Regions from separate parts of the Mus musculus genome. Here regions 1, 2, 3, 4, 5 and 7 are each linked to region 6. A link is a contact called in public Hi-C and promoter capture Hi-C data. All regions are on one chromosome and are shown on one strand. Each heading gives the region's core, a stretch centred on a gene start, on an enhancer-like site or on the middle of the called end of the contact. The rest is flanking DNA. Distances are from core to core; before and after follow the strand shown.

Region 1 (3,748 bases), core at 131-2,630, 9.4 Mb before region 6:
AGCCCTCAGCCCAGCCAAGGATCCACACACAGGGGAGGGACAGCTCACAGAGAGTCGACAGCTGGAGTATCAGCGACAGGACCATGGTGGGCACTCTCCGTGGAGCTGAGGAAAAGGTTGACCCTGCCTTTTTCACTCTGAGGAAATGAAGCAACACCAGAAAGCCATGTGAGAGTCCTGTTTAGGGAACAGAGGAGTCAGGTGGAGGCTCCTGGGTAACTGTGTCATAGTTTCATTGTCTTGGAAAAAGTTGCAAGATGGAACAGTCATAGCCTCTGGTGTTCTTTAATTTAACTTAAAAGTTGGGGAGGAGGGCTGAGGACGTTGTCGCTAAGTAGAAGACCACTTGCCCAGAGTAGCCTCAGCACTGAGGAGAGAAAGGAAAGGGGCAGGTGGGAGGAAGAAAAATGGAAAAGAGGAAAAAAACAACAACAACAACAAAAAAAACAAAACAAAAAGGTAGAAAGGGAAAAAGAAGCTTGCTGTACAATATGTACTATGCCGGTAACAAGAGAAGGCTCAGACTCCATTACTGCTCTCACTGTCCAGTCCAGATATGTTAATTTTTTTAAGTGATGTGCATTATCTTAGAGGCTCAGGCTTGTAATCTCACCAGCTTGAGAAACCAAGGCAGGAGGCTGTCAAGTTCAAAGATTGCAGGGCCAACTTGAGCCATTTAATGCCCTGTCTCAAAATAAAAAGTAATGAAAGGGCTGAAAAATGTGGCTCAACAATAAAAGATATGCCTAAAATCCACCAGCAGGGACCTGGGATAGTAGAATCTATCAGCAAGTGGACGGAGGAGTGGCTCAATCGGAGATGGGTAGCCTAGCCTGTCCTGGTTTCAGTTTTCAGCACTAAGGGGCAGATGGAGGGAAAAGCCATGATCTGCATGCTAGTAACACAAAGCACAGGCAGTCCTTAATATATTTGGGATTAATTTAGAATTTCCAGAATGAGCTTATGTCTAGATGTGATCTCAATGTAAAGCTGACTTTTTTTTTTTTAAGGTTTATTTATGAGTACACTGTTGCAGTCTTCAGACACACCAGAAGAGGGCGTCAGATCCCATTGCAGATGGTTGTCAGTCACCATGTGGTTACTGGAAATTAAACCTTTGGAAGAGCAGACAGAGCTCTGAGCCATCTCTCCAGCCCAAAGCTGACTTTATTACAGGAGAACGTTATGTTACTTCTCCGATGCATTTGCTGAGTTATAAACTATAAGAAAATGGTGAGGCCAGCAGGTGTTCAAGGTGGTTTAAATCTTTCAGTCCTCTTAAGCCTCACTCCAGAACTACAACTCCCGAAAGGGTCCACGTCCTCGCCCAAGGGGCGGGGCCTCACGCAAGGAGAAGGACCACAACTCCCAGAGAGCTCCGCTCCTTGTCGCCGCCAAGAACAAGATGGCCGGGAGTAAGTACAGGTTTGGAGCTCGCGGGGATCAAGTAGTTCCAGGAAACTGTGGGCTGATCCGTGGCTGAGTCTCAGTGGAGCCTTGGGGACCGGTAATCCGTCCCAGAATAGGGGCGCGGCAGTCACGAGGGTGCAGAGCAGGGGTGATACGAGAGTGTTAGAGGTCACCGCAGTAGTCCCCAAGGGTGACTGTCTTCTCACCTCTCTAGGAATCTCTGCCTTCCTCAAGAATGCCTGGGCGAAGGAGCCGGTGCTGGTGGTGTCCTTCTCTGTCTGGGGCCTCGGTGAGTGCCCCCTTCCCCGGCGCGAAAGTGCATCCTCCACCCGGAAGTCATCAGCATTCCACGGCACAGTTTCATCTCGCATCCCCTTGCCAGCCATATCCTGACATTACTGTCGCTCTTCCCTCACCACACACAAGAGGTGCACATTCAACTCAGTTTGACTCTGTAGGCAGAACTCCTCGGCGAAGTCTGACTTATGCAAATCTCTCAGCAAGCCTCCCACCTTGCAGTGGGACAGGGTTACTCACAGTTCTGATGCATTGAAGCCCGGGAGATGGAGGTGACCTGTTAAATTTTCATTCTGAAAGTCTGGGGTGAGGCCTTGGATTTGGCAGCCATCACAGTACCAAAATTGTCAGTATTGCTGGCCTGGAGTGTGACAGAGAAGTTCTAAAACCCACCACCAGCTATCTACCACCCTGACTTTCAAAGACCTAGAATGCTCTAATGTATGTGGTTTTAATTGATTATATGTTGAAATAGTGATTTAATGTATACTTGGTTCGTTCTTAAAGTTAAAATTACATTTTTTAAGGTGTGTGTGTGTGTGTGTGTGTGTGTGTGTGTGTGTGTTGGCTACCAGTTGGGTTTGGGGGGTCGGAGGACAACTTACTGGAGTCAGTGCTCATTCTGAGTTCCAGTGAGCAGGTAATTTTAACTATTGAGCTCTCTCACCACACTAAGGTTAAAAACTTCCTTGAACTGACTTCTTCTGAATCTTTTCAGTTTTCTTTTTTATAGAGGATACAAATCACTTAGCTCAAGTGGGCCTCAAACTCACAGCAGTCTGCCTTGGGTTCTTATGTGTTGATATCACACGCCTGAGCCACCATCCCTGCATATCTTTATTTTATTTTATTTTAATTATTATTATTATTATTTGGTTTTTCGAGACAGGGTTTCTCTGTGTAGCCCTGGCTGTCCTGGAACTCACTCTGTAGCCCAGGATGGCCTCGAACTCAGAAATCCACCTCTGCCTTCCAAGTGCTGGGATTAAAGGCATGCGCCACCACTGCCCGGCACGTATCTTTTCTTAAAAATGTGTGTGCGCCTCTGGAGGCAAGAAGAGGACGTAGGTTCTTTTTCCTTTGGAGTGGGAGATATTAGGCATTTATGAGCTGCCTGACATGGCTGCTGCGGATTGAACTCAAGTCTTCTGGACGACTAGAAAGTACTCTCCTTACCTGAAGAGCCATCTCCCAGCCCCCTCAGCTTTTACACACTATGTTATCTGTGTTTCTGTATCCACATATGTGGGAGTGCTCACAAAAGCCAGATACGTTTGTTGGATGCTGTGGAACTGGAGTCAAAAGGTGCTAGGAGCCAAACTCTGCAAAGCAGCAAGTGTTCTTAATTGCTGAGCCATCTCTAGCCCCTTAACATGTGTAGTTTAAGATGTGAAATTAACATGTGGTTATTAACTTGTATCAGCAACACTAACCTGATACATTCCTTTCATGGCTATAGCCCACATGGGCTAATCTAAAGGCTATCTATCGTGACCAGTCTTTGGACCTCATGTGTTCCTGAGTGCTTGTCTCCAACCTCTATGCTATTCTCCACTCTCAGGATTTACACTGACCCAGGTTAAGTGGGGATGGTTGAGTGCTGAGGACCCACCAAAGGGCCCTACTGGTTGTGCTGGCCTTTTCTCGCTCCCTTTTGCCAGGGCTTTTTCTACCCTTTCCCCACCCCTGGAGAGCTACTTCATCCTGGGGTCTTTTGTCTTTCTCCACAGCTATAATTATGCCCATGATTAGCCCCTACACCAAGTATGCTAGCATGATCAACAAGGCCACACCCTACAACTACCCAGGTGAGCAGGGACCTGTGTTGGGGGGAGGGCCAGACATCTGTGTAGGAGAGTCCTTAATGCATTGAAATGTTCTTTGTCCACGCTTTTTTTTTTCCTTTCCTTTTCTTTTCTTTTCTTTTTTCTTTTCTTTTGAGATAGGGTTTCTCTGTGTAGCCCTGGCTGTCCTGTAACTCACTTAGTAGACCAGGCTGGCCTTGAACTCAGAAATCCACCTGCCTCTGCCTCCCAAGTGC
Region 2 (3,601 bases), core at 125-2,624, 8.2 Mb before region 6:
GACGCAACCATGAAGCTGTGAGTTGGCAAAACCCCAAGATCACAGAACGGTGCAAAACTTCAGCCTCCTTAAAAACAAAATGTTGCAGCAGCACATATACTAAAATTGCAGCGATACAGTGAAGATTTGCATGGCTCCTGTGCAAGGATGACGAGCAAATTCATGCCTGATCTACATGGTGAGTTCTAGGACAGTCAAAGCTCATGTCTCAAAAGAGAAGCTACTATGATTTAATCAATTGTGTGTGTGTGTGTGTGTGTGTGTGTGTGTGTGTGCGTGCGCGCGCGCGCGCGCGCGCCTTGGCATGAATGTGGAGGTCAAGGACAACCTTCAGGAGTCGGTGCTTTCTTTCCATTATGCGGATCCTGGCTATGAGACTTGTGGGCAGGTGCTTTTACACACTGGGCCATTTCAATGTCCCATCTCACTTCAATCGGTTGTTCCTTCAGTCTGTAGTAACAAAACATTCTGTGCTGTAGGCATTATCCTAACCCACCAAATAGATAACTCAGGAAAGACAAAAACAAAAGTAAGCTTACTTGTTTGGACGTAATTATGATATCCTGCTAATTATACTTGCAGGATTGAAGAGGTGGGTAATCTTAATTAAGGGGTTTCCCCAGGGGAGTGCCCCATGAATCAGAGCTTGTCTTCTAAGTCCCAACTTCTCAGCGTCGTCTCTTTCTGAACTGTTCACAGGCAGGACAAGAAAACTTCACAGAGTTCTTGTAGGTACAATTTTCCAAAGATAAGGAATACTGGGAAAGAGAAAAGATCTTCTTGCTAAGCAGGGTTGGCACTGAAGTTTTGTTGCCATGGCAACCAATGGTCTCCTGGGGCCGGGAGCGCGATGGCGCGTGTGTGCATTCACCTCTTTCCTTCCTGGTTCGCTCAGGGATTTTGCCCCACTTCAAGCTGAAAGAAAGAGAATAGAGCTCCGGATTTAGGGTGATGGGCGGAGGCCTTAACGAATGGAAGCGTGGTCCTGTCCAAGGCCAACCAATAATATACGAAGTTTGTCTCTGACAGAGCCCTCCCTCTTTTCACTTGGACCTGAATAACCTGACCCAAACAGAGTTTCTGTTGGAGCGACGGCTCTTTAAGCCAATGAAAGCACTGATTTGGGACAGTGCAGAAGAAGAGGCGGGACAGATTTTTATGGCAACGCCTGAATGACAGCGACCCGAGCCATTGGCTGTAGTTCGCTGGATTTATTGACAGAGTGGGCGTGGAGGGGTTTTGTCAGGGCACCGACTGGGGCCAGAAGAGGCGGGAAAAAGAGAGCAATGAGAGTCAGCCAATAAGAACAGCGCGAGTTTCATAGCAACGGAAGAGTGACGGCGGGTTGGGCCAAAGGAAGGTTAAGCTGTTTGTTACGCCGGCCGAGGGGAGGCGCGGCGGCTGTGTCGGACGAGAGCCGGAGGAGGCGGTGGGTGGAGGTGGCGGCTGCAACGCGGGTTCCTGAGGAGAAGGAGGAGGAGAAGCGGGTGAGGGGCGGCGCGGGGCCCGACCTCTGAGCCCCCTCTTGGCCCCCGCCCCGCGCCGCCCGGCCTCCCAGTCACCCCCTGAACCGGCTGTCCCCGGGCCCTTCCTCGAACCTTGCGGTCCAAGTCTCCAGCCCCGCGGATCTACGCGCTCCTCACTCGTACCCTTCCCTGCACCCTTGGAGCCCATGCAGACTCCTCTCTCACTCTCAGGACTTTCCTTGCACCTTAGGAGTCGCTCCTTGCCCCACCAGGGCCCATCCCCACCACCTTTTCCTGCATCGTAACCTACCTACCCTGTCACACTCAGGGCACTTCCTGACTCCTGTCTCACTATCCTGGTCTCTGAGGCCCTTCCTCTGACTCTCTGTTTCCCCAGCCCCCTTCTGCAACCTTCCCAGGCTTTAGTTAGCTACTTAGCGCCCTCAATTCCCTCCTCGAACCCGTAGGATCTTTCAGGTTTCCATCACTTCAAATCCCCCAGGATTCCCTCAAACCCTGCTTGGAACCGCTAAGCCCTTCCCTTGGACCCCAGGCATATCTACCCTTTGGATTTCGTGGGCTCCTCCCTTGCAACCTCAGGTGCCTTCTTCCCCCCACCCCCGCCAATCCTGACTTCCCTCCATCTTTCTCTCCCCTTTCTCTCCCTTCACATCATACTCCCTACACCTCACTTTGTCTTTTCCCAGCTTCCAGGCTTTTTTTCTAAGCACCCTCTTCATTTAACCCAGACCGTTTTTTTTCCAGATCTTTCTCCCAGAGTGGCGGAGTGTGTCTTGCCACACTCTGCCTTCTTGCTCTCTCCCAAAGCGCAGAATTGTCAGACACACCACAGTGAGGGTACTGGGTAACCTGGCCCTCCATTTTATTTGATTTGGTTTTCTGAATCTATTTTTTTCCCCTCTTTGCCTCCGACCCTTTGTTTTGACTTGTTCCTCCTCTCCTTTCTGTTCCTCCCTTCTTCCTGTTTTTTGTCCTCTGGCGGGCTTCCCTTTTGCTGGAGTCCTCGGAGAGGCATTAGGGACTGGATCCTTCTTCCCCTAATGGCTGCCTGGGCTCCACCCACAACCTTTTGACCACTCCCCAGAGGAGGGTGACCTTGGAGGGAGGTGCTGAGGACGGGAGAATCAGCCTAGCAGGGGGTCAGCAAAGGCAGGCCAGAAGCTCCTATGGAGTTCCTTTTCCCCTTTCCCTTGATGAGAGCCCAGCTATCCCAACTCCCTCCTGCCATGCTAAGCCTTTGGAGTTATCTCAGGCAGTTAATTAATCTTCCTTCCGCCTGGGTACACAGGGACCTGTCTCTTACATGTGCACTTGGCAAAGTGGTCTTTGTGTGTGCTGACATTCGAGAAAGTGTCCATGTCCTGGGAAGGTAGTGTATGTGATTGGGGGACATGCATCTGTTTTGCAAGAGGGGAGGAAATACTTACTGCACAGGAGACTATTTTTCTTAAGGTTTCCTCACTCGAAAGTACCTGTTGGGTGTCATTCTTACATAGAGTCCCATGAAGTCAATATTGATTACCCCCGTGCTCTCCTGCAGATAAGCAGGCTCTGGGGCCCACAGACACCCCATGCAGCGCCTGAGCGGCACATCCATGCTCTGTGCCAGAGCAGCATGGTTTTTAAAGCACCATGGGGCCTGATCGAGTGACAGCCCGAGAACTGTGCGAGAATGATGACCTGGCCACCAGCCTTGTTCTTGACCCCTACCTCGGCTTCCGCACCCATAAGATGAATGTCAGGTGAGGGGGAACTTGGGGGTCCTGGGTCCTGGACCCTTTCTCTTATGTTTTTACAATTCTCAGCCTGGTCTCCCTGAAGCTTCGGGTGGGGGCCAGGAGGCCTGGAAGTCCCTGGAACCCAGGCATACCCTTTCTCCCAGTCCTGTGCCCACCTTGCGACGACAACACCACCTTCGTTCAGCACTGGAAGCTTTCCTAAGGCAACGGGACCTGGAGGCTGCATTCCGGGCCCTGACGCTAGGAGGCTGGATGGCCCACTACTTCCAGAGCCGTGCCCCTCGGCAGGAGGCTGCTCTCAAGACCCACGTGAGGGAGCCCATGCCCCAGCCTGCCCTGCACAGTGCTCTCTCCATCTAGCTGGCAGATTCTAGA
Region 3 (3,515 bases), core at 512-3,011, 8.2 Mb before region 6:
ACACACACACACACAGACTAGCTGCAGTGGGAGTGTATGTGAGTATGGCCCAAAACATTATATACACATACAAAAATGTTATGTAAACCTACTTTATGCATGATTAAATGCTAATAAAACATTAAGAATGACTGTGGTGGGCTGGAGAGATGGTTCAGCGGTTAAGAGCACTGATTGCTCTTTCAGAGGTCCTGAGTTCAGTTCCCAGCAACCACATGGTGGCTCACAACCATCTGTAATGAGATCGCATGCCCTCTTCTCGTGTCTGAAGACAGCTACAGTGTACTTATAAAGAAAAGCTGCCGGGATTGGCCAGGTATTGCTGAGGACAGACATGGAATGTTTCTGCATAGACAGAACCAGGCATGAAAGAATAGGTATTTAACACTGCAGCAGTACATTTTTAGAGAGGTCTGAAAATGGTTCATTGGGCACTGGTGTTTGTGTGGGACACGGTCAAGAAGAGTAATGGAACCATCTGCCATCTGAAGACTTCACGCCAGAGCAAATCTTTAAAATAGTTCATGCATCCATTTAAACAACAAGTCTTGAGGACTCAGTGATTAAGAGCACTTGCTGCTCTCGCAGAGCACCTGGGTTTGGTTACCAGCTCATATGAGGCAGCTCACAGCTGCCTGAAACTCTAGTTTCTCAGGATCAACGGTTTCTTTTGGACTTTGCATTTTACATGTTAACACAACACCCACATACATCATAATTAAAATTAATAAATCTGAAGCCAGGCGTGATGGCGCACGCCTTTAATCCCAGCGCTCGGGAGGCAGAGGCAGGAGGATTTCTGAGTTGGAGGCCAGCCTGGTCTACAAAATGAGTTCAGGGAGAGCCAGGGCTACACAGAGAAACCCTGTCTCAAAAAAACAAAAACAAAACAAAACAAAACAAAACAAAAAAACAAAACAAAAAGGAGTTGCAGAGATGACTTAGTGGTTAAGAGTTTTGGCTGCTCTTCCAGAGGACCCAGGTTCTATTCCCAGCACCCACATGGTGGCTCAAAAACTGTCTAATTGAATCCAGGCACCAGGCAGGCACATAGCATTCATATATATATCCAGGCTTAAAAAGAAAGGAAATTAAGAAATTAAGAAAGCCCTCATACATATTACAAAAAAAAAAAAAAAAATAAGTTGGGACTGGAGAGAGAGACGGCTCAGAGCACTGGCTGCTCTTCCAGACAACAGTGGTTCAATTCTCAGTAGGCACTATCTGTAACTTTAGTTTCAGAGTATCCAACAAAGGCGTGCGCCACCACGCCCGGGAAAAATAAATAAATCTTAAAATCAATTAAGCTCCACTTAATGTGAGATCTGGAATCCTCAATATTTGCATCCACAGGCTGAGGCTGGAGGATCCCACCTCGAAATCTACTAGACAAGGGCGCAAAACCGTTTTTTTTTTTCAAAATATGTATTAGTGCCCACCATGCGCTAAGTGCAGACTGAACAGATCAGGGTGATGCGATGGGAACATAGCTCTAGGAACTCTCTCTGCTTTTGGATCCTCACGAAAACCGAGTCACCGAGTTCCGAAAACTTCCTACCCCACCCCGGCGCCTCATCACGGTACGCACCGCGAGAACTCGCCGGGACCTTCAGACGAAGAGCTCCGAAGGTTCCCGAGTCAAAAAGACTCGGAGGCGGAACCCAAGGCCCAGAGGAAGCTGGGTAGCCGAGTTCAGGCGCGCCACGGGAGGAAGCGGAAATGCGTTGCCATTTTAAAGGTGTCGTCCCGCCTCTCGTGTCTCTCTTTCCGTCTCCGGCCGCCATAGGGAGAGGAGGTGAGTGTGAGGCCTCTGTCCGTCCCGCGTGGCCGCCATCTCGCTCCCACGGCCTCGGTCTCCTGCCTGGGCTTTCTCTCCTTGTACCCAAGCACCATTCGCTGCCCTCATTCCCCACCGGAAGTGGGGCCTCAGCGTCCCTTCCCCCTTCTAAGTCTCCGCGGTGTTAGCTCGGCCTGCCTCCTTTGCTCACCCTTTCCTCGGCCGTGTAAAGCTCTTGCTCGCTTTTTCCCAACGGTGCTGCCGCTTACCCAGCCGCCTGTCCACGGCCTGCTTCTTTCTGACATCTTTCACACCCCCCCCCCCCCCGGCTTCTCCCCAGCCGCCGCCATGTCCGCGCATCTGCAGTGGATGGTCGTCCGGAACTGCTCCAGTTTCTTGATCAAGAGGAATAAGCAGACGTACAGCACGGTGAGTCGGGCCCGCGTGTGAGGGGCACTGTGGCTCTTTTGCGTATCGGAGCCTCCGGGCCTTAACTTAACATCGTGTACACCTATTCCCCAGGAGCCAAATAATCTGAAAGCCCGAAACTCCTTCCGCTACAACGGGCTAATTCACCGCAAGACCGTCGGAGTGGAGCCGGCCGCCGATGGCAAAGGGGTCGTGGTAGTTATGAAACGCAGATCCGGTGAGCCTTTGCACACGATAGCGCTCCCTTTTTCCAGGGTCCAGAACTGCCCTTCCTCTGACTTCCCGGCTGTGTAAGGTGATCTTTAAATTAAGAAGTGTAGAGAGAAACTTAAGTACAGTTTCTCTATGTAGACCTCAATGTCCTGGAACTCTACATCAGGTTGGTCTAGAACTCAGAGATCCACCTGCCTCTGCTTCCTGAGTGCTTGGATTAAGTGCATGCGCTATGTCCCTCCTGTATCTGGGAGGTTCCTAAAGAGGGATGGGATTTTCCCGGGCTTTAAGACTTACCTGTGACAGTCACCTAAGGGATGTACTGAATGGGCTGGAGGGAAGATGGGGTGAGCATGGTCTTCAGAGAGGCTCTGTGTTCCATCAGGCAGATGCTCTGAAGGGCTCATGCAGATGGACTGATTCCTAGGCTTTCCTTACCAGGTCAGCGAAAACCTGCCACTTCTTATGTGAGGACCACCATCAACAAGAATGCTCGGGCTACCCTCAGCAGCATCAGACACATGATCCGAAAGAACAAGTACCGCCCTGATCTGCGTATGGTGAGTAATGGATGGGTACTTAAGGCAGGGGGGCAGCTGGTACTAAACCTGAGGGGCTGCATGCAGGCCTGGGTGCTTGGCTCTGCCTAGCTGGAGCTAGACTCGGGACTTTTGATCACTCACACACACACACACACACACACACACCCTGCCTCCCCGGAGTCCTAGGAAACAAGCAGCAGTAAATGGGAGTGTCTTTTGAGTTTGTGAGCTAAGTTCCTTGTCCTGTCCTCAGGCGGCCATCCGCAGGGCCAGTGCCATCCTTCGAAGCCAGAAGCCTGTGGTGGTGAAGAGGAAACGGACCCGCCCCACCAAGAGCTCCTGAGCCCCACACGCCCGAAGCAATAAAGAGTCCACTGACTTCCATTAGGCCTCCAAAATGTTTTGTGCTCATTGAGCTGTGGCTCTGCGCTGTCTTTAGTTGTGCTATCAAAGCTATTAGAACTTGTTCATCTGGAGTGAGGGTTGTTGGGGATAGAAGCTGTTCAGGGCCATCTGGGTACCAACAGGAGTGAGAGCGGCTTGTGCAGGACATT
Region 4 (3,825 bases), core at 287-2,786, 9.3 Mb before region 6:
AAAAAATCTGGACAAACACTGGTCCCTAGGTTTCACCTTCTTAAGTCTATGTGACCCTAAGAATATGCATCTAAAAATTACATAAATGTGTGAGCTTAAGTGCACCAGCAGATGCCAGCTGAAAGAGTCAGATCTGGAACTGAAGTTACAAGCATGCAAGCCACCCTGTGGGAACTGGTCCTCTGCAGGAAAATGTTCTTAACTGCTGAGCCATCTTTCCAGCCGAAGAATATGCCTTTTTATAAGCCATTTTTTCTCTCTTGCTTCATGCCATTCTGATGCGGTGAAATGCACGTGCACGTTCTCTTCAAGTGTGGATTTATCTTCTTTTCCTCCACATAGTAGGCAGAGATAGATCGAGTTTCCCCAATTCATGAAAACGTGGTGCTCACGTTTGCAACCTAGTCAGCAAAGGGCTATGGAGTGCTTCATGGGTACTAAACAACGAGAAATCCAGAGAGTGAGACTCAAGTATGTGTAAAAACGGCAGGAATCAAACAAAATTAAACCAGAGGCTCACCTAAGCACTCGGCAAGGGTGGTCGGAGAAGTTTACTCCTTAAGAAGCATAGCAGAACTCTAGTGAGTAGTCATTACAGATGTAACCGAGGTAGGGCAAAGCGCAGTTTCCTCTACAGCTGGAGTCCTTGCAACTCCAGGGAAGGTCCCAGTCTGCTAACTTAACCAGAGAAACGTCAGTCCCACGCCTTGTGTTTCTCAGTCGCTTCTGCAATGTTCCTGATTCCTTCTTTCTTTCTTTCATCCTTTAGAAAGCACTGAGTTTTAGAGATATACCAAGCAAACGCGCTTGGGGAATAACTACGAGGATCAGATAACAGCCTAGACAGGCAAAGGAAGGATGCTCCGACAACCACACCTGTCGGCAGGTTAATAGCTACCCTATTGGCTAACCGAGGGAAGGGGCGGGGTGTTTGTCTAGCTCCTCCCCTTAGGGCTGGCGGCTCTTTTGATTGGTAGATGACTTGGGTTTACTATCCCCAACCCTCTGGCACCTCTCCGTCTCCCACTAGATAAGCTTCCTTTAACACTCACACGCTATGCTTTTTGTCGTTTTCCTCTACCCACATTCATAGCTAACCAATGAGTTCAGGGTAGAATACACCTCGCAACCAATTACAGCTGCCTTTAAACTTGACGAGTAACTTCCCGCCCCTCACCCTGACTCCTCCCCGCTGCCAATTGATTTAGGGTAAGGGGGCGGACACATCCAATCAGCACGACACAGGCTTCCTGATTGACACCCAGGTCCTCGCGCTGGCGTGTTGTGCTCCGAGGAGGGGAGGAGGAGGAGGAGCTGGGAAGAAATACCCGAGCCAATCCAAGCAAGCTGAGCGGGAGGCCAATCGAACGCCGCGCCTTGCCGAGATCAGCCAATCATAATGAAGAGGTTGGCCTCATTCTCGCTAGGAACCAATGGGGCGCGCCTAACGGCGCAGAGCGACGTACTGCGGGAGCAATGACGGACCTATATTCGGGGCTCGGGGGCGGGCCGGCGCCAGAGAGGAGAAGAGAGGAGGGGAGGCCTCCGCCGCCGCCATCTTGGACCGGGCCCGTTCAGCTTCCGTGGAGCCGTCGGCAGCCGCTGCCGGGCCTTTCCTTGATCCCTGAATCCCCTACTCGGTCGTCTAGAACAATCCCGGGCCCACTTCCTCTATCAACAACCCAACCCTACTTCCGGCTTTCGCGCCCTCTTATCGCGATAGCGCCCGGGCTCGGGGCGCGAGGAAAGAGGAAAAAAAAAAAAAAAAAAGGCGGCGGGCGGGCGCTCGCCTCTCTCTCCCCCCTCCTCGCCTGTCGCGATACGCTCCGCAGCGGCGGCGCCAGCTCCTGCGGTGAGCGTCAGGTTCGACTGGGCCGGACCCCTTTCCCTCTTCCCTCAGCTCCATCGGCCGACTTCTTGCTCCGCGACCCTGCTGCCTGTCGCGACACGGCCTCAGCTCCCGCCGGGCCCAAGCCGCGCGCTCGGGCCCAGCTTCGGCTCGGGCGGGCGGGGACCCTCTCCTCTCTCTGTCCTCCCGCGTCCGGACTCCCGCGTGGCAGAGCGCCGGCCCCGGGTGCGAGGTGCCCGTCCTCCTCCGCGTCTGGCTGGGCTTGGAGCGGTGGGCGCGCTGCGGGCCGCGGAGGGGTCTTTCTGCTCTGGGCGCGGGGCCCACTCCTGCAGTCATGCCTTCCCCGGGAGCTCCATTCGGGAGCGTTGCCTCAGTGCACCCGAAAGCTCCAGCTTGTTGGTGTCTTGATAGGGGGAAGCCTCTTTGGAAGAGATGGATCTTGTGGAGGAAAAAGTCCCCAAGACCCGAGGGTGCAGTTAACGTTGTGAGTTGGAGCCTAAGCCAAAGTTTCCACCTAGTCCTTACAGCTCTAGCAGTGAAGTCTCCTAGAGGTCCCTTTCCACCAATCTTCTTTTTAAGGAAGCATGGGGTTTGTGAGTGTGTGTGTGTGTGTGTGTGTGTGTGTGTGTGTGTTTTGTTTTAACACTCCCTCCCCAAACCTTGGATTCAGGACTGTACCGTATTGCTCACTTCCTGGCTTCACATCTTTTGCATCTTTGAGGTGGGGTATCAGTGGACTCTAGCTTTGGGGATGCAGGCTCCACTACGATGCACGGTCTGCCTCGGTGGGTGAAGCTTCCTAAGTGGTTAGGTATTGCTGTGTGTGGTGAGGACCGCTTAGCTTTTCTTTCTAGATCTGGGTCGGTGGAATGCGAGCTCCCATGCTTTCAGTTGTTGGTGCTCTTCTGTTGGGACAGTTGAAGCACTTCTAAACAGCTGTATCTCGGTTCCGGGACTGTCATCCCTCTTAGGATTAGCTTTCTGTTCTTTTGGCTAGGGGCTTCCTCACCGTCTCCCTTCCCCGGTCATCACCTGGACTGCCATCTCTCTGTATTTCCATTCTCATCTGCCCAGCCTATGTGGATATGTGATCTTTTATAATTGAAATCCACTGGGTGAAAGCGTTTCAGAGGTAGAATGGTCCATCTCACCCAACTGGCACCCTGTAGGACTGCTAGCTCTCCTCACCGGAGTCTTCTGCTGTGTAAGGGGTAGCCTTTCTCCCTGCAGTTGTGTTGTCTTTGTCGGGTAGGTGTTGTCACCTGCCAGGTAAAGTCCCTGCCTTCTTTGCTATTGGCATCATCCCCTTTCTTGCGTTTGAGATGGCCACACCACCTATGTACCCAGTGTGAGGCTAGGATACTCTTGGGTGTGGGTGCCCCTGGCTAGTGTGACTCCTCCTTTGTGGTTTTTCTGTGAAGTTATGGTTTCTTGTTCTGTGTCTGAGACCTGGGTGAGAGACCACTGTGGTCACTTTGCTTGGGACTAAAGAGCATAAGGGGTGACTTTTCAAGGTGTCAGTTTCTCCTTACCTTGGTTTTTGGGCCTCTCTAGGGGAAACAGTTACTTCTAAGCAGGGTCTACTTTATTTACCTCAGAGAATCTTCCTGTGGCAGTGCCAGCATCCTCTCCACTAGGTTCAAGTTCCACTTTGAGTGCTGCTTGCCACCATCCCTGGCTTCAGTGTGAGCCCTCTTAGCCCTGTGCTATGCTCCAAGATGCTTCTGTGGTCACTTAGCAGTACCAGGCTTCAAAATTAAGGTTGTACCCCTTCATCAGGTCTCTGAATGATGGCTTGGCACCTGTGGTGAGAAGTTCTATAGATTGTTCTGTTGTTGGCTCCTATTTTGAGTACTTGATTTGAGGATTTGCTACAGCTGTGGACAGATGATCCTAATGATTTTGCTTCCACAGACGCCCAGCTTCCTCCATGCTGTTTGAGACCCTTCACCATCTATACATGTATTCTGTGTGAA
Region 5 (3,426 bases), core at 187-2,686, 9.3 Mb before region 6:
CACTCCAAGTACAACCTGACCCCAGATAGGGATGGTCTCTGATTCACAATTCTCCCCTTTCTGCAGCCTTAGTATCTGGGATTAATTACAAGCGTCACCTTTTTGTTTGTTTGTTTTGTTTTGTTTTGTTTTTTAAGACAGGGTTTTTCTGTGTAGCCCTGGCTGTCCTGGAACTCACTTTGTAGACCAGGCTGGCCTCAGAAATCCACCTGCCTCTGCCTCCCAGGTGCTGGGATCAAAGGCGTGCGCCACCGCCACTACCCGGCTTTTTTTTTTTTTTTTAAGCCCACACTAATTCATGATCAGATTGGCCAAGGGACTTAAGTGTAAACCAAACTAATCGAGTAACTTAGAGTCTGTGATGTGTGTGTGGTCTTCAATACTAGCGTTCAAGTGGAACAGGCAAGCTGAGTTCAAGACCAGCCTGGTCTACGTAGCCAGTTCCATAACAGCCACGGCTACACAGACCCTGTTCCAAATAAAACCTCCAGATGCTCTTTTCTTGGCAAGCAATGAGGGAGGGAGAAAAGACATGCCCAACGAAGTGGACCCCGGCTTGTCCGCCCTTTGCCCTCCTTGCTGAAGCCGTTGTACTCAGAGCAAGGTGACCGCACCCCTCCAAGTTGTTCTAAGAGGGAATTTCTCAAAGCAAGCGCTCAGAAGGAAGGGAGCATACACAGAGTGGGTGATCAGTAATTAACTTGTGCGGGCAACCTATAAAGTAATCAGAATATTTGTCCAACTCTTCCAGTATGCTAGTCTCTGGTCCCTCAACACCAGTGGGGAAATCTAGGAAGGTTTCTTGGAAGTTAGCACAGGATTTTCAGAGAAACATCGTCGAACACACAGACCCGCTCCCGGCACCGAGTGATAGCTAGGCCCGCCGCGCTTCTGGGCGGTCCCCAGGCTTACCTCTTGCTGGGCGAGCAGCACCCTCCGCTCCCGCTCCTTCTCCTCCTCCCGGGCCTGGGCCTCGTCGCGCCGCACGCGGGCAACATTGTCCTTGTTCCGGACGTGCCAGCTCTTCTTCGGCAAGATATTCATGGCTCCAGTGCCGACCTCGGACTGTCAGGCCCACTCTTCAGCACTTCCGATTGGCTCGAGGATGCTCCCGCCCCATGGTTCCACCCTTGCTCGTGCATTGGTTCTGGGCCAATTGTCACGTCCCATCCTAGCCTTGTTTAGAGATTATTGGCTGAGAGCCTTCCATCTCAGCCAATCCTAAGCATTTGTAACCTGAGTTGCTCCACCCCCGGACGCTGCTTGATGAGGCTGTTGCCTGTCTATTCCTTTAAGCAGACATAACCTAGCTCTTCAGGCCGATTTGGACCTGGCCCCTCCCCAAACCCCGTCCGAGGCTTCAGAACGGGGTTTCAAAACGCAAAGCGGCCTTGACTGTTGTTTATTAATACGGTTCAATTGAGAGTGTAGCATTCGGGTGGCAGAGGGCGGGGAATTTGGTTCCAGAGATGAAAGAGTCCCATCACTTGATATGAAGTCACTGAAGCTGAGGGGCTGAAGGTTCAGCCAGACTTATCAGGAAGTTCCATTCCTTGAGCTCAGAGCCACAGCTCGCTGGGCCAGGAAGACTTTATTCTGCACTTCCTGCGGGCAAAAAGGAGCGAAAGTGAAGCACACCTTTTCATTCTTCTTTCATAGTCTCATAGAGCCCTTTCCGGGGAAATCAGCCTGGCTCACCGTCTCTATCTGGCGTTTGAGCTCAGAGATGAGGCGTCCGTAACAGTTAGCCAGGGCTACGGTATACATCATCAGGATGCTATGGAAGACAGGAATGAAAATCACTCTAGAAAAACAATCATCTTCATCATATGGCTCCTTAGAAACCAGGCTGGAGAGATGGCTCGTAACCGGAGCACTGGCTGCACTTCCAAAGGACCGGGGTTCAATTCCCAGCCCCACATGGCAGCTTACAATTGTAACTCAAGTTCGTTACTTCACACAGACAGTCACACTGTCCAAATACCAACACACATAAAAATTAAATGAATAAGTAAATTAAAGAAACCAATATCAGGATCCTCAAATCCCTTAAAACCCTTTTTGAGACTCTGAACACAAGTCTTTATCCTCTCTCTTTAGACCCAAAAGTTCAGACCCTTTAACCAGAGGTTAAACTAGAGGTTCAGGCTCCATACCTCCTCCCCCTTCATCAAATCGATAAATCCACACCCTAGCCCTCCTTTCCTCAGACCAGGAATCCAAACCCAGATGTCTTTTCTTAGACCCTAAGCATTCACACTCCGACTCTCCTGCTCTTGATTTATAGGCATCCCGGCCAGCCCCACGTCTCTGTTGTATATAGGCACCCAGCCCACCTCTCTAGCACTCAGGTGCCCAGAAACTCCTTTCTCTTTCAAACACTAAATTACACACATTCAAAGTCTGACTGCTCACCTAGAGAGGATCAGAAGAGGTACAGTAAAAGCTTGGGTTCCCAGAAAGTAGAGAAAATTCTGGGCAGTCTGAGGGAGGCTCTCAATGGCCTCAGGGATCTGGGCCCAAATGGACAGCTTCCCGCGGAACGGGCCACACAGTTTCGAAGGTGGGATCCTGTAGGGGGAGACACACTGGATTCAGTCAAGTCGAGCTAGAGTGAGAACAAACAGAAGTCTCTCGTACTTACAGGAAGATACTGTAAAGCACGGGAACTGCAGAGATCGCCAGACCCACAAGGAGAACCAGGGGGAAAAAGAAGTTTGCCGTGGATGCTCGGAAGGTGCGGGAAGCCGGTGAGTAGATGGAGAAGAGGGTTATCTGGTAGGGAGAGGCGAGGAAATGGAGGTGTAAGACTCAAGAGTCAATCCTTTGCTTTTCCCTGTTTCTTATCTTGGAGCTTTGGCCTCCTTTGGGGGCTGGGACCAGATCTCTGAGCCAATAGGACTCTGACTTCCAGCTCCCTCCTCCCATCCTCAGGGCATAGTAATCAGGGCCCTGATAACCGTCCTCCTTTCTCTAGCCCAGGACTACAGCCTCCAACACCTGTCAGCTCAGACCCTAGGCTACTCCTCAGACTCACCTTCTTCAGGCAGAACAGTATGAGGAACTTAGCAGTGTTGATCAAAGGCAGTAAAGGGCAGAAGAAGCTTCCCACCCAGACCACGGTCTGCGCATAGATGAGCCCCAGCACCTCATCTGGCACCTGGAACTCCAGGGTTCCCGACAGACGACCCAGTGCCCCAGGACAGAGGCCACAGAGTATCCTGAAGGGCAGAGTGGGACAGTCATAGGCTGCCTTTTGGCTTTCCTAACTCTACCACCCAGCCCATTCCTTGATTTTATGTTTATTTTTTAAATATTTATTTTAAAAAAGATTTATTCATTTATTTTATGTATATGAGTACACTGTAGCTGTACAGATGGTTGTGAGTCTTCATGTGGTTGTTGGGAATTGAACTTAGGACATCT
Region 6 (3,564 bases), core at 545-3,044:
TTTCTCTGTGTAGCCCTGGCTGTCCTGGAACTCACTCTGTAGACCAGGCTAGCCTCAAACTCAGAAATCTGCCTGCCTCTGCCTCCTGAGTGCCCTAATCAACTTTTTACCTTAAAATTTATCATTTCTAAGATCACACATGGGCTGGAGAGATGGCTCAGTGGTTAAGAACACTGACTGCTCTTCCAAAGGTCCTGAGTTCAAATCCCAGCAACCACATGGTGGCTAACAACCATCTGAAATGAAATCTGATGCCCTCTTCTGGAGTGTCTGAAGACAGTAACAGTATAGTTACATATAATAAATAAATATTTAAAAAAAAAAAAAAGATCACACACAGTTAGGCAAGAACGACTGGTGACCAAAATGTCTCCCCAATCCAAGAGGAAACTTGAACACCCCAGTACCATAGACCTAGCTATCTGTTATAAATTTTATTTTGTTACCCTAAGAGCTAGGTCAGTAGGTCACCACAGGCCCTCTACTTTAAGACAGCTGAGAGGCTAACCTGGGGGAACTTAGATCCTGCCTCAAAAGATAAAATGTTTCATGGTTACATTGGCCAACCTAATATAACCATTATAATTAAGGACTGAGTTGGGGCTAGCTCAATGATAGTTTACCTATTAAATATGTGGTCTTAGATTTAATGGCCTGAACAAGGGAGAAATAAAGATGGTAATGGTCATGTCAAGCCCAGGGGTAAGATGTATACCATCACAAGACTCAACCAGGTCTATCCTGTGGCACATAGAAGGCTTAGAAACCAGCCTAGCAGGGAGGTGAGCACTAGAACAAAGGTGTTTCCAAGAGAGCTTTCTGGGAACCCCCTTAGGCCCCCTTAGCGCTTCTCCTCAATAGGTAGGTGGTGAGAGTTGTGTCCAGAGAATCTGTAAAAGACAAATTCTACCGACAGAACTGCTCAGGAGTTTTGGATGTAGAGAACCGCTGCTCTCTACAGTAGCTGCCAAGGAGAAGGTTCCTGGGTAGCAGAAGAAACCCAAGTAGGCAGATCGAGTTCAGGATTGAATGGTTTATATCACAGTCCAGCCACTTGATATGTGGAAATAAAACTAAGCCCATCTGCAATTAAGCTAAAAAGCCTCTAACTGTCGGATATGGGGGCCCATGCCTTTAATCTCAGCGAATGGGAGAAAGACTGGCAGAACTATTGAGTGAGCTCCAGGCTAGCTAGTAGGGTCTACAGAGTGAGTTCCAGGACAGCCAAGGACTTTTATTCTTTAAAGGCCCCATTCCCCCACAAACAAACAAAATGCCATCAACTGCCCATTGGGAGAAAAAAAATAAATATAAGTCATCTTGTCTAACTACATCCTCCTAAGTAAGGGTTGAGTATACCTCGTAATTTTAATCAGAAACCTCCGTCCTTATTTTCAGTAATGTTATCTGAAGACTATTAGTGAGGGTTGGTAATTACATGGTTACCTCCTCTGAGCACTTGTTCACCTGTAGGCCTACTGTCTCCACAATATCCAGGGAGCTTAACGGAGATCCGATGGAGGCCATACTGAGTTTTTCTCGCCCACCACCGCCTTTCACCTGGATTCCCAACGGGATTGTCTAGAACAGTCTGGACTCAAGAGGCCAAGGAGCCTCCACCTAGGCCTTCTCCGAGGCAGGGGGACCCTTACAGCTTAACTCAGAGAACAGCAAGAGGCCCTAAGTTGTGCGCTAGCTGTTACCTAGGAGACACAAGGAGCGAGAGTCCTTCCGGGAGCGCTAGCTCTGATTGGTCAGGATGCCTCTCTGGCCAATAGAAACCAGGTCCGTTGCGCACATGCGTAAGGAGGCTAACCCACAGTCGGCTCCGTCCTACGTGAGTCCTACGGCTGCGGTTGCAAGAGAAGAACGGCTGCCAAGTCAGGAGTGGGAACCCCCCCCGGAACTCTGCAGCAACGCGACCCCAAGGAGAGGAGCGAAGAGTCTCGCGCGTGAGAGGCCTTGGAAGCGTGCTGTCGTTCTTGCTGAGGCTCACGGGAGACGTAGTCCGAGCGAAGGGGGCCGATCCGGCGGAGCAGATGCAGGATTGGCCGGGCTGGTAGGGCAACGCGCGAGGCGGGGCGTTCTCTGAGTGGCAGTGGGACGTGCTCGGTGTCACTTCCTGGAAGTGCCCCAACCTCCTGGGGCTCTCCCACGCGTCAGAGGTGAGCTCACTCCTAGCTGGGCGGGCGCAGCTTCATAATCCGGCTCCTCGGATCACCGAGAGCACCTCCCAGCCGTCGGACCCACCCCTTTCCTGTGTCAGAGCCTGACACCCCAACTCTTGAGTTTCTCCAGAGCAGGACGGATGTCCCAAGAGAGCCGATTTAAAACCAGAATCTTAAGAGCTGGGACACAGGTTCCAGTTTACAACTCCACACAAAACGGGGCTGTTTGATTTTGGCTTTTGTTTCAGGGTTTCACATGCGTAGTAAGCTGAGGCAGTATGAGGCATCCACAATTCAGCTGCGATCAGCGAGCTGTGCCTCCCAACCCATAATAAGCTCCTGAGAATGCACCCAGGCTTTCAGCTCTGCCCCAGGTCTTGTACCTGTGTCTCAGAGCCAACTCTTCAGCTAGCACAGTGGTCTGCCTCCTGTCTGAAGCCTCAGGGCTCCAGGTCACCCAGGATGATGGTCCCACCCCCCTTCCCTCCGTGTCCTGCTTGACCCTTTGTCTACTGGATGAGCCACTTTCATCTCCCAGGAGCCCTGTGTTGTACCCAAATGTTTGAGCCCGTCATTTGCAGTTTTCTAGAAGGTCCCTGGACATTCCACCCAGTCATTTATCTTCAAAACAAAATACAGCTGCTCAACTGCTGTGGGGCTGCACCTCCCATGACCTTCTTTGAAGTTCTCCTGGCCTCAGGGTTCTCTTTTCCGGCTTCTAGGAGGGGTCTGGTGTGTGTCTTCTGACCTTAGATGACATTCTTCCTTTTCTGTAGGTCCCTCTGTCACCTCCAAAAAGACCCTTCAAAACAAGAATGCCATCTCCTCGGGGTACCCCACACCTATCCCTCAGAGACTCCAGGACCACCCTTGAGGAGCCTGAGGCTGCACGACTCCGTTTCCGGGGTTTCTGCTATGAGGAGGTTGAGGGACCCCGAGAGGCACTGGCCCAGCTTCGAGAGTTGTGTCACCAGTGGCTACAGCCTGAGTCATCCTCCAAAGAACACATAATAGAGTTGCTGATTTTGGAACAGTTCCTGGGTGTGTTGCCCCCTGAGATCCAGGCCTGGGTTCGAGGGCAGCGACCAGGAAGCCCCGAGGAGGCCGCAGTTCTTGTTGAGGGGCTGCAGCATGATCCTGGGCAGCTGCTGGGCTGGGTGAGTGAAATGACATTAGCTTCTTAGAAGGACAGATCGAAGGGAGAGCCCCTGTGACATGATTCTCTTCAGATCACAGCCCACATCCTGAAGCCAAAGATGCTTCCTCTAGTCCAGAAGGAGTCCTCAGGGAGTCACCACATCTCAGCAGCAACGGAGTCCTCCAAGGCAGGCCTTGCGGAGGCACCGCTGAAGGCCGGGATAGATCGATCTACCCAGATCAGTTGCAGTGTGAAGGA
Region 7 (3,823 bases), core at 1,117-3,616, 8.8 Mb before region 6:
GGCCACACCCATTGCCTCGGCTGCCTCTTCATAGACTCTTGCTGCCCAGCCGTTGGGGCCTCAGTGTTTGGGGTGAGGGAAGCCACTTAAAGACTATGCCCCACCTTCAGCTCCTCACCCCAGAAACTCCAGCCAGCACCACCGACACAACCAGACCAGCGCCACACCGCACTGAGGACTCCAAGGCCTTCGCGGGACCATGCCGGCCGGGCTGCCTCGTCTTACTCAAGTTGTATTAAGTTGTCTCCGTGTCCCTTCCTCCCTCTGCCCCAATGTTTCTTCTGATTTTTTTTTTTTCTTTCCCTCCTGCCTCTTCCCTTCCCACTCCCTGGTTCAACACAGGTAAAATGGTTACCCTCCCTTCTTTCCTCCCCTCTGCCTTCATGGATCACCAACTCACGTCATGTTTCCTTCTCTTTTCTCTGTGTGTGTGTTTATTTAAGTTACTTTTCTTCCTTCTCCCCTTTTCTTTTTACCCCTCCCCCTTCTGCCATGTAACTGGAGGATGTGCTATGAGGTTGCAAACAGCTGGACTGTCAGGCTGCTTTTTCCCAGATGCCTCCCTGCCTCCCTCCCTCCCTCTCCCCTCCCTTCCTTCATTCTCCTTGAGCATTGAGTACAGTACATTTTGGAAGCTTGAAACCAAAATTAAAGAGAGAGAGCGAGAACCTGTTTCTGCTTGGCCTGTTTTATCCGAAATATGAAACCTCGGTCATTTCAGGGAAATTTCTACCAAGGGAAGATAGCTATGCCCTGCTCTACCCATGCGGCAAAGCCAGAGTTTACTTAGGGGCTGCCTTCCTAGCTCCTGGTTCAGGGTGTACTCAGGCTTAGGGAGGCAGACCTGGGTTCCATGTGGTACCTTAGCCAGGGTGAGGTGCGGTTGTAGTTCTGGCAGCAGCACCACTCTAAGCCCTTCGGCCTCTAGCCTCTGATTCAGTGTTTGGGCCATACCTGTCAGTGTGGGGGAGGGTGTGGCACAGAGCACATGATGGCCCAGAAGAACCAAGTCCCTGAACTGTAGCTGGGAGGGTGCCTGAAGCCCTGGTTTCAAGATGGCTCTCCGAAGAGCTCTAGCTGCTGCAGCCTCCTCCCCAGGGCCTGTCAGCCTTAGCAAGACCACTGTCAAGTGCAGGGCCTGTGCTGGTACCAGGAACTCAGCACAAGAAGGGGCAATCCGGACCAGATGCTCTTGGGCCTTGACCACCTCAGCCCTAAGCCCAGACTCTGTCACCATCAGTGCCACAAAATGTGTGGGCCGGGGCTGGCGAGGGGCCCTTCTGTCGTCAGGCCAAACACCTGGATCCCACACATTTCCCATCTCTTCAGCAGAAAGCCCTTTCGTTTCCATGCCCTGCGCCTGCCACTGTGGAAGCAATGTAGCTCTGGGCTCCTCTACTGAGCTGATCTTCACTCCTGAGAAGTTCATGCTTGGGTCTGGCATTTCTAACTCAGTGGTCCCATTCAGCCCGGTCTCTTTGGTTGGCCCATCCACTTCAGGTGTCTCCAGGCTGGAATCAAGCCCAGTTCTGGTCTCTTTGATTGCCCCACCCTCTTCGTGTGTCTCCAGGCCCGAATCAAGACCTGTTCCGGTCGGGTTTCCACCCGCCTCTGCAAGGGCATCCTGGGTATCCAGACCCTCTAAACCCACCCCTGTTTTCTCTGTGTCGGGAATTTCTGCCGTGACCTCTGTCCAATGCTCGTCCCCGCCGTCCAGCGCATCAAGGATAGTGGGTCCCCGACCAGCCACAGAGCCCGATCCAAAAATGAGGTCAGTACGGGAGGCACGGTCCCATACCAGGCGGCCGCGGAAGCGGAAGTAGCGTATGCGGTGCTGCGGCACTGCCAACACGCCAGGTCCGAGCGCTGCCAGCGGCTCGTCCCAGCAGAAGGCGCAGAATGGCTCTTCCTGCACTCCCAGGAAGCGGTCGGTGTAGCCCACCGAAAAGTCAGCAGGGTCCAGGCGCGGGTCCCAGCGGATGCGTCGGATGACGTCAGCAGCAGTACGCAGAGCCGGCTTCTTGGACCCAGCCTCCGGTTGCGTAACCACCGGGGACGGCGCCGGGGCCCCGGGATGTGGCTGACGGCAGCGCGCACCGAAGCGACAGCGGCCCTCTAGGAAGAAGCGGCAGACCGCGGGGGCCTCAGAGGAATCGGCCGAGGCCTCCATGGGCCTTCACGCACTAAGCGGTCTCTGTCTGCAGCGTTGATCTCCAACTGTGACGCCAGGAACCCCTCCCGCCTCAGGTGGAAGGAGGCCAAAGGACCAGGCAGGGCGTCAGAATGTAACACGGGCTCTGGAGCTCTAATTTCAAGTCCAGTTTATTTACGCGTACCGGGTTTGTAAGCCACTGGGAACCCCCTCTTGCCCCGCCTGAAATGATTTACATATGTCCAGCCCCTCAGGGAGTCTTAAAGAGCCTGGCCCCGCCCAACCAGCCAATTTATGTGTGCGTCAAGCTTCTCTCTGGACATCCAGGGAGTCACGTCTTATTCCATACAACTTCTCCCTTTGGGGACTTTAGCGAGACAGTTTAGCAAATACTTGACAAGTGCCCCACCGCTGTCAGGGCCCCAAGAAAGGCTTCTCCGCATCCGATTTACATATACTCCGCAGCCTGGGTGGGGGTAGGGCTTAGACAACCCCTCCGGCCGCCTCCAGATACTTTGCATCTGCTCAGCCTCTCGAGACCTCTAGGGAGCCTGGCAGGGCAGCAACTGATTTACCTGAACACCGCAGCTTCGTTGGGAGGAGAGGAGTGGGACTCAGCGGTCTTGGCCCCGCCCCCAACCGTCTTTAAAGTTTGTAGCCAGCTCCCATGCAATTGATTATCTTACATGCCACACCTCATAACGAATAAAGTGACTCCTGGTTCTGCCTCTGTCAAGTTATTTATAAATGTCTTTCCTGGGAGCCTCACCCCTTTACCTTGGCCTCACTCCACCTGATTGTTTTACACATGCTCCGCCCCTCATTGGTCTTATCCTGGACTCAACCATGGTGAAATGGTTTCTCCTGTGCCTCCTTGTAGAGGTCGGGTTTTACTCCTGTCACCAGCCTAACGTTTGAAATATACGACCCACCCTTTTGGAAACTATAAAAACCCTTACTCTACCTCTGGTTCGGTTAATTTAAATTGGTCTTATCCCTCTAGGGACCTAAGATAGCCCCGTCCCAAAACAAACCCAGAGACTAATTCTAATTGTTCCTCCCCTCTGAAAACCTTTGAGAATTTTGCTTCACCCCCCTCCCGATATAGGTTCGGGCAGTCCTGCACCTCTAGATGTTAAAATATCTGGACGTCTCAGGCTGAACTTTGTGCCCAGATTTGTAACGCAACAGCCTCCCGCAGGGCGACACACAGTTGGTGGGACCTGAAGCCCTTCCCACGGGAACCACACCCTCGTGGCTCCAAAGGCTCGCCAACCGCTTCCCTTTGCAGGGAAGCGCCGCCCAGTCAGAGTGCACCTGGAGGGAAGTGGATGGCCAGGCGACTGTGACTCTTTATGCCAGATAGCAGCTGTCACGGGTGTTGGACTTTATCCAGGTGGTAGTGAGGATCGGTCAAGGTTTGAGGGATGAATAGGACTGTGGTAGAGACTCCGCCTTTGGGGAGGGGCATTACATGAATACGTATTCAAACTCTTAAAGGAGCATCACTGACAACTTGACTTCTAGTTGGTGGCACCCCAACTAGAAGTGGCACCACCCTACTGCTTCTGTACCCTTTCCCGCGTAAAGTGAATAGACAGTCCATGGCACAAACCTCAGCCATTTATGTGTACAAAAGTGGAGTGCTGGGAGGGAGGGGTTGAGGGAATT

What was found. Promoter capture Hi-C pulls out the DNA fragments that hold promoters and counts their contacts. Hi-C and Micro-C count contacts between places; a contact is called where the count stands out from the background.
Region 1: a contact with region 6 is called in a promoter capture Hi-C map of pre-B cells. The contact joins the promoter of Ndufa3 here to the promoter of Zfp446 in region 6. A contact is called at or near these places in 2 of 39 promoter capture datasets (cranial neural crest and pre-B cells) and 1 of 484 Hi-C or Micro-C datasets (B cells).
Region 2: a contact with region 6 is called in a promoter capture Hi-C map of pre-B cells. The contact joins the promoter of Kmt5c here to the promoter of Zfp446 in region 6. A contact is called at or near these places in 4 of 39 promoter capture datasets (cranial neural crest, frontonasal cranial neural crest, pre-B cells and 1 more).
Region 3: a contact with region 6 is called in a Hi-C map of uterus, with 4 times the contacts expected there. The contact joins the promoter of Rpl28 here to the promoter of Zfp446 in region 6. A contact is called at or near these places in 2 of 39 promoter capture datasets (cranial neural crest and maxillary cranial neural crest) and 1 of 484 Hi-C or Micro-C datasets (uterus).
Region 4: a promoter capture Hi-C map of second pharyngeal arch cranial neural crest shows a contact between it and region 6. The contact joins the promoter of Cnot3 here to the promoter of Zfp446 in region 6. A contact is called at or near these places in 5 of 39 promoter capture datasets (cranial neural crest, frontonasal cranial neural crest, maxillary cranial neural crest and 2 more).
Region 5: a promoter capture Hi-C map of cranial neural crest shows a contact between it and region 6. The contact joins the promoter of Leng1 here to the promoter of Zfp446 in region 6. A contact is called at or near these places in 4 of 39 promoter capture datasets (cranial neural crest, frontonasal cranial neural crest, maxillary cranial neural crest and 1 more) and 1 of 484 Hi-C or Micro-C datasets (B cells).
Region 7: a promoter capture Hi-C map of second pharyngeal arch cranial neural crest shows a contact between it and region 6. The contact joins the promoter of Leng9 here to the promoter of Zfp446 in region 6. A contact is called at or near these places in 4 of 39 promoter capture datasets (cranial neural crest, maxillary cranial neural crest, pre-B cells and 1 more).

What each region holds. Positions count from the first base shown.
Region 1 is chr7:3,615,993-3,619,740 of GRCm38.p6, forward strand. Ndufa3 (NADH:ubiquinone oxidoreductase subunit A3) reads left to right here and starts at 1,381. Exons shown (of 4, transcript NM_025348.3): 1 at 1,381-1,415; 2 at 1,625-1,699; 3 at 3,438-3,515. The coding sequence starts at 1,406. It overlaps Oscar (osteoclast associated receptor), which reads right to left and starts at 165. Exons shown (of 5, transcript NM_001290377.1): 1 at 49-165. The coding sequence starts at 85.
Region 2 is chr7:4,738,753-4,742,353 of GRCm38.p6, forward strand. It overlaps Kmt5c (lysine methyltransferase 5C), which reads left to right and starts at 1,375. Exons shown (of 9, transcript NM_146177.2): 1 at 1,375-1,487; 2 at 3,028-3,229; 3 at 3,370-3,535. The coding sequence starts at 3,120. Gm24537 (a small nuclear RNA gene) reads left to right here and starts at 80; the gene lies at 80-181. Gm42369 (a long non-coding RNA gene) reads right to left here and starts at 1,328. Exons shown (of 2, transcript XR_881802.3): 1 at 540-1,328; 2 at 238-450.
Region 3 is chr7:4,791,204-4,794,718 of GRCm38.p6, forward strand. Rpl28 (ribosomal protein L28) reads left to right here and starts at 1,762. Exons shown (of 5, transcript NM_009081.2): 1 at 1,762-1,795; 2 at 2,118-2,206; 3 at 2,300-2,423; 4 at 2,861-2,979; 5 at 3,215-3,344. The coding sequence starts at 2,126. The coding sequence ends at 3,304.
Region 4 is chr7:3,643,733-3,647,557 of GRCm38.p6, forward strand. Cnot3 (CCR4-NOT transcription complex, subunit 3) reads left to right here and starts at 1,537. Exons shown (of 18, transcript NM_146176.3): 1 at 1,537-1,852. It overlaps Gm15927 (a long non-coding RNA gene), which reads right to left and starts at 613. Exons shown (of 6, transcript XR_003946711.1): 1 at 521-613; 2 at 82-437.
Region 5 is chr7:3,664,404-3,667,829 of GRCm38.p6, forward strand. Leng1 (leukocyte receptor cluster (LRC) member 1) reads right to left here and starts at 1,437. Exons shown (of 4, transcript NM_027203.3): 1 at 913-1,437. The coding sequence starts at 1,044. It overlaps Tmc4 (transmembrane channel-like gene family 4), which reads right to left. Exons shown (of 15, transcript NM_181820.2): 11 at 3,038-3,221; 12 at 2,645-2,775; 13 at 2,416-2,571; 14 at 1,699-1,777; 15 at 1,351-1,605. The coding sequence ends at 1,537.
Region 6 is chr7:12,976,054-12,979,617 of GRCm38.p6, forward strand. It overlaps Zfp446 (zinc finger protein 446), which reads left to right and starts at 1,795. Exons shown (of 6, transcript NM_175558.4): 1 at 1,795-2,059; 2 at 2,945-3,325; 3 at 3,398-3,564. The coding sequence starts at 1,799.
Region 7 is chr7:4,147,506-4,151,328 of GRCm38.p6, forward strand. It overlaps Leng9 (leukocyte receptor cluster (LRC) member 9), which reads right to left and starts at 2,367. Exons shown (of 1, transcript NM_175529.3): 1 at 678-2,367. The coding sequence starts at 2,170. The coding sequence ends at 713. Leng8 (leukocyte receptor cluster (LRC) member 8) reads left to right here. Exons shown (of 16, transcript NM_001374609.1): 16 at 1-668. Cdc42ep5 (CDC42 effector protein (Rho GTPase binding) 5) reads right to left here. Exons shown (of 3, transcript NM_021454.4): 3 at 3,755-3,823.